Linked DNA regions of Anser cygnoides: region 2 is linked to region 1. The links are chromatin contacts, called in public Hi-C maps. All regions are on one chromosome and are shown on one strand. The core of a region is the stretch at or near the end of the contact, and the rest is flanking DNA. Distances in the headings are between cores, read along the strand shown.

Evidence for each region. Hi-C and Micro-C count contacts between places; a contact is called where the count stands out from the background.
Region 2: a contact with region 1 is called in a Hi-C map of liver, with 2.2 times the contacts expected there. The contact joins the promoter of FUCA2 here to the promoter of LTV1 in region 1. A contact is called at or near these places in 2 of 7 Hi-C or Micro-C datasets (both in liver).

The regions. Positions count from the first base shown.
Region 1 is chr3:57,684,087-57,687,061 of Taihu_goose_T2T_genome, forward strand. It overlaps LTV1 (LTV1 ribosome biogenesis factor), which reads right to left and starts at 1,646. Exons shown (of 11, transcript XM_013194208.3): 1 at 1,461-1,646; 2 at 1,175-1,306; 3 at 202-390. The coding sequence starts at 1,463.
Region 2 is chr3:57,828,554-57,831,608 of Taihu_goose_T2T_genome, forward strand. FUCA2 (alpha-L-fucosidase 2) reads left to right here and starts at 1,768. Exons shown (of 7, transcript XM_048080772.2): 1 at 1,768-1,994. The coding sequence starts at 1,804.

The DNA.
Region 1 (2,975 bases), core at 396-2,895:
CGTGGTAGCAACAGACCATCAACAGACCTTGGCTTGTCAACTTTTATTTTTACTTGTAGGAAAGTCTGACTGTGGATCAAGAGCATCCTTCATATATAGACCACAGCCACTGTAACACCTGTTCAATATGATCAATTTGTCTACAGGCTGCTACTCTCAACAGTACAAAAATAAGATGATTAGTAGCAAAGTACAACTTACAGCAATTCGTTGAATTTCATCCTCTATGTGACCCTCACTTGTGATGACAATTCTGCTTTGCTGTCCACGCACAGAAGGGACAAGCTCCGAGGGACCAGAGGCTTCTTTCAGATGCTGCAAATAGTCATAGTCATCATCGAAGAAGACTCCATACTTCCGCTGCTCTTCTCTCCTCTGCTCATCATGACCCTTGGAATTGGAAGAAAAAGTGCAATTAGTTATTTAAGTCCACATAAAACTTATTAGCAAAAAGGAAAGCAATGCATTCATTGACAGTGCCTGAACTGCCTGAACCAACCAATCAAAAACAAACAAACAAAAAACCACAACAACCAGCCTAATTCCTCCGTGCTGAAAACAGCTTGCAGAAAAAAAAAAAAAAAACAAAAGAGGCAGGAATAAAATTAGGCTTAAGGTATGGGTGAAAGTACATTGAAAAGGAAAACCCTGATTAAAAAAAGCACAGGTTATGTTCACTTACGTGAAAGAAATGTATTAGGAGTAAGAACTAGAGTTCTCTGAATTGGATCCAAGCGAACTTGGATCCAATTATGCTGACTCCACAGCAGTTCTTAGAGTCACCTCTCTGCTCATTAGCCTAACGCACTGTAAATGAGAATGCTGTGACCATCTGCTTCAGCACCTGGATGCTGTCTGAGCACAAACTTAAAGAACTTCTTCTATAAGCAGCAAAACTAACAAAGCCTGCTTTTTCCAGGCTGGGTTGGTCAATCTTTGTGGATACGAATATATTTTAAAACAGAAATAAAGCAGTGTCAGCTAGTCCTCCTTAACCCACCAGACAGTAACTCACAACTATCAAATCCCTGCAACATCTCCTTCTTTTTAATAAGCTGGACTAAACAATATCTCCTTTCAGGCTACGGGCTTGAATTGTACGATTGTGCAGCGCTTTCCCCTCCTGCAGCACCTCTTATCCGAGCGAACCCCAGCGTTAAAAGCAAACGTTTACTTTCTGGGCAGGCAGCAGAACTCTCTGTGGCGCGGTATCGTCGGCAGCGAGCGGGTCCCTCTGGCTCCTGTGCACTAGGTGAAACGTCACAGCTTTCTTCTTCTCTATGAAGGGCTTCTTCTTCTTGTGCGGCTGCAGGAGGACATTTGGTTAATCACCGGTAAAACACGAACGATGAGCACGGCCCCCTCAGCGCTGCCGCGGGCCCGAGGCTGCCCCCGGCCGGGCCGTTGGGGGGCCGTTGGGGGGCGGCACGCGCCCCCCTCCCCCCCCGCCCGGCGCTCACCATGGCGGCCCGGCCCCGGCCCCCTCACGCTCACGCGGACCCGGCCTCAGCGCGGCCGAGCGGCGGCCTCCGGTTTGGGACCAACCACCGGCCGAAAGGGGGGGAGCCGACATGGTGCCACCGCGGCAAAGGAGTCATTTTTCCTCAGTTAACAACAACGACGAGCTTTCTCTGAACAAAGTCGGCATTTAAGTTGAGAGCGAGCCCCTTAAACGCATAAAGGGCACGTGGCCAATCTCCACAGACACACGCTCCCCAGCTCCCCCCCCCCCCCAGTTAGCGGGGAGTGGTTCCGCCCGCGGGCGGGCCGCAATGGCGGACGGCGGTGGGGCGGGCCAACGGGCCAGGCGCAAGCGCAGTCGCGGGAGGGCGGTGGCGGAGGAAGGGGCCCGGAGCGGGCTGTCGAGGGGGGCGTGGCTATCCGCCACGGGGGCGTGGCGATCCACCGAGGGGCGTGGCTTAACGCTCGGGCCCCGCCCCCCGCCGCACCTATTCGGGGCGGGGCGTAGCGGTGCGGGGCGGGGCGGAGCCCCGTGCCCCGGCGGGGCTGGGGGGGCTCGGGGTGCACGGGGGGGGGGCGCGTTATTTCCCGGGGGGGGGGGGGGGGAGGCGCCCTCTTGGGGACGGCCGAGCTCCGCCGTGCTAAGGCAAAAAATAAATAAATAAATAAATGAAAAGTGAACAAAAAGCCCTGCCCCTCCGCTCCCGGCTCAGCTTCCCCAGCCCTTGGGGGGCAGCAGGGTGCTGGCAGCCATCCCCAAGGCCCCTCAGGAGCCATAGTGTGCCCCGAACGTGGCCCAGGGGCACGGCAGCTTCTCTCAGCTCTGTTGCTCACAAGCACAAGTTAAAGTTACCTCTCTGGTATTTTAGGCCTCAGGGTTTTCTGCCCTACCTCGTAACCCTGCGCTGTGTTTCCTGCCCGCACCCCCACAAGCGGGTGAGGGAAGGCGCTGTGCTGCGTTCAAAACAATAGGCCCCCTTATCACGAGAGGCTGATAGTGTATGTCAACAGCGATATATCTGGAGATTAGTTTTAAAACTGAGAGATTAGGAGTAACAAACAGCATACGGGCTCCTTTGCTGATCCCTAAGGCTGAGTCACCTCGTTCCAATGGGCTTCAGATTTATCAAAACCCCAAATGTAATACCTGATGGACATGATATGTGCGTGAGGCTGTCTCTCGGATGGCGACTCCACCTATATGTCTGTTTTCACCAAAGCCCTACAAGGCCATATATCCCCCTGCACACTGCCAGGCACCTCTGCTCAGGCACCTTGCAGGCTCAACACATCAAAAAGCATCTCACTGCAGAGGCAGTACTGCCCGAAAAGCACTGTGCTGGAAGTCCGCCTTTCTCTATCAACAATTTGCCTTCCATGTCAGAAAATTCATACTAGTAATTTTTAGTTCTTGCAAAGCAAAAGTTATTACGAAGTAATTACAGAGCGAAAGTTGCCACCCGTCGCTTTGAAGGCCTGGCAGGCAGGCTGCAGGCTAGGCCAGCCCTCAGCTC
Region 2 (3,055 bases), core at 518-3,017, 140 kb after region 1:
TCCTCAGGAGGAAAGGGGGAGAAAATTAGATGGAAAGGGCTCAAGGGTTGAGATAAGGGCAGGAAGATCACTCAAGAATTACTGGCATGGGCAAAACAGACTCAGTGTAGGGAGATCAGAGAAATTTATTACCTTTTTTAGTAGAATGGGGGCTGCAGTCAGTCTGTAGCACTTCACCTCTGCTGCTTCTTCATGGTCACTCTGCCCCTGCTCCACGTGGGGTCCCTCCCACGGGATGCCGTCCTTCTGAATTGATCCTGCATGGGCTTCCCACAGGCAGCAGCTCTTCAAGAACTGCTCCCACACGGCTCCATACCATGGGGTCCATCCCCCAGGAGCAAACTGCTCCAGCACGGGTCCCCCACGGGTGGGCGGCAGCTCCCCCCAGACCCCCTGCTCCTGCGTGGGCTCCTCTCCACGGGCTGCAGCTCCGGCCCGGGGCCTGCTCCTGCGGGGGCTCTCCATGGGCCGCAGCCTCCTCCAGGCCACATCCACCTGCTCCACCGGGGGCTCCTCCACGGGCTGCAGCGTGGAGATCTGCTCCGTGTGGGACCCATGGGCTGCAGGGGGACAGCCTGCTCCACCAGGGGCCTCTCCACAGGCCGCAGGGGAACTGCTGCTCCCTGCCTGGAGCACCTCCTGCCCTCCTGCTGCACTGACCTGGGGGGCTTCAGGGCTGGTTCTCACTCCTTGTTGTCCCAGCTACTGTTGCACAGCAGGTTTTTTTGTTTTGTTTTGTTGTGTTTTGTTTTTCCCTTTCTTAAATCTGCTCTCCCAGAGGCACAAACAACATTGCTTATTGGCTTGGCTCTGGCCAGCAATGGGTCCCTTTGGATCTGACTTGAACTAGCCCTTATCTGGACTCATCTCACAGAGGCCACCCCTGCAAGTCCCCTGCTACCAAAACCTTGCCATGTAAACCCACTACAGGAAGGCAGTTTCAGCGCAGGCTTCCTGTGAAGCTGTTCTGGTGGCTTCTATGATTCTATGATTCTTTAATGAAATCTCTCCTTGACACATTTGGAGATGCCTCTTCCCCCCCAAAGCCATCACCTCCCAGCAGGAGCTGCAGAGCACAGAGGTAACTAACACCCTGCTCTTCTCGGCTAGGGAAGGAGAGGGAAGGAAGGCCTGTGGCGAGGCACTGAAGCCACATTTGGAAGCAGGCAGGACAGGCAACGCCAGCAGCCTGCTGGGGCTGCCTCTGAGGCGGGTACTGGCAGCAGAGCCGACGTTCAGTCCTGGTGCTGGCTGCAGGCCCCGGTGCTCCCTGCAAGTGGCTTTTTGGGTAAACACTGAGGGAGAAGGCTGGGTGTTTGCGACGGTCACCAGCCATGCATGGCCAGGCACTTCCAGCCCATGGCCATCCTCCTGGGCATGAGGAAGGGCAGAATGTCGACCAGGACAGAAATCAAGTACTCAATTACTTTTTTTTTTTTTTTTTCTTAAAATCCTCCTATTCAGGTAACCCTTGCTGATAGAGCAGCCAAGTGAAGGAGTACTGACGGGCAGGAACACCTCGACTCGTGTGCTTTTCCACACAAGAAGAGGAGAACCACGAGGCTCACTCGCCCAGCCCGGTGGCAGGCAGGGAAGGAGCAAAGTTATGGGAGGGGTGCGCAGATAGCAGCAGGAACCACCCAGGAGGCCGGCACACACCGGGGTAACCCTGGCCGGGTCGAGCCCGATCAGCCGCGGCTGGTCTCGGCCTCTCGCTCCGGGCAGGGGCCGGCCCCGCGGGCAGGAGCCACCGCCCCCGGCCCCGCCTTGCGCCCGGCCCCCGCCCGGCCGCCTGCCGCCGCCATGTCCGCCCCGCTGGGGCTGCTGCTGCTGCTGGGGCTGCCCGGGCTCCTGGCCGGGCGGCCCCGCTACCAGCCCACCTGGGGCTCGCTGGACGCCCGGCCGCTGCCCGCCTGGTTTGACGAGGCGAAATTCGGCGTCTTCATCCACTGGGGCGTGTTCTCGGTGCCCAGCTTCGGCAGCGAGTGGTTCTGGTGAGCTCCCCGCCTCGCCCCCCGCCCACGAAATGGCGGCCCCCGCGCCGGCGGTAACGGGGCTTGCCCGGGGAGCAGCGCTTCGGGGACGGGGGTCACAGCCCAAGGGGGTTGTACCCCAGGTGGGGCCGAGCAGAGAGACCCCGGGCTTCATGGCCCCGGTTGGGAAGGGGCTTGAGGCTGGTACGTGCGGCCAGCGGTGTGTGCAGCCCTGGCACTGCTGAGCGGGTGGGCTAGCGTCAGCCCGGTGAGCAGGGGGACCAGAGCTGGAGGATGCTTTTTCTGCAATGTTCGTGAAGGAGATAAAGCATCAGAGGGAGACCACTCAGGTGCCACAGTGAAGGGTCAGAAGAAGCAGGTTGCCCCAGGATCTGTGCAGGACAGGTGTTGCAGATCCCCACAGCCTCTGAGAGGGCTTCGAGCAGCCCTTGTGGAGCCCGTCGCTCCCCGCATTGCTTCCTTTGCTTGGCACACGGCCTCCTGTTTTCTTGTGCGCCTTTTGTGCTGGTGCTTCGTTTATGTGGTATTATCCACTTAACGGAAAGCCCAGATCCTTCAAGTAGTTGTAGTTCAAAGGCTGGATGAAACCTTGGGTTTGTTGAGTGCTCGCTGGCTCGGGCCCTTTGGCTGTAGCCATTTGTTTTGCCACCTTCTTTCCGTGCTCTACCAAATACTTCCTGTAGGACTTGGAGTGAGGTGCCCTGCATCATGTACAGTATGAAGGTTAACAACAGCTCTCCAGCAGAGCTACAATAAAGTTTAAATGCAACTTTCGTAAAACAAATCAACTTCCCTGTAAGCAAACCAGTTTTTTGAAGGCAGTGTTTGGCTTATTTTTTACAGAGTTGTGTTTAAGGGTACCAGGAGTTTTTTATTTACTAAGTAATGACTCTGTGGGGTGAAAAAAAGCTAAGTTTTGGACCAAGCCTTACTCTGAGTGCTGTGCTCCCAGAGTAGGATTCGTACACAGATTCAGGCTCAAATATTAATTTTGTACTGTTTTTCTAAAAACATCCACTGGTTCTTCTTAGTTGATAAAGTTGTTTATGTCCCTGTTGCCT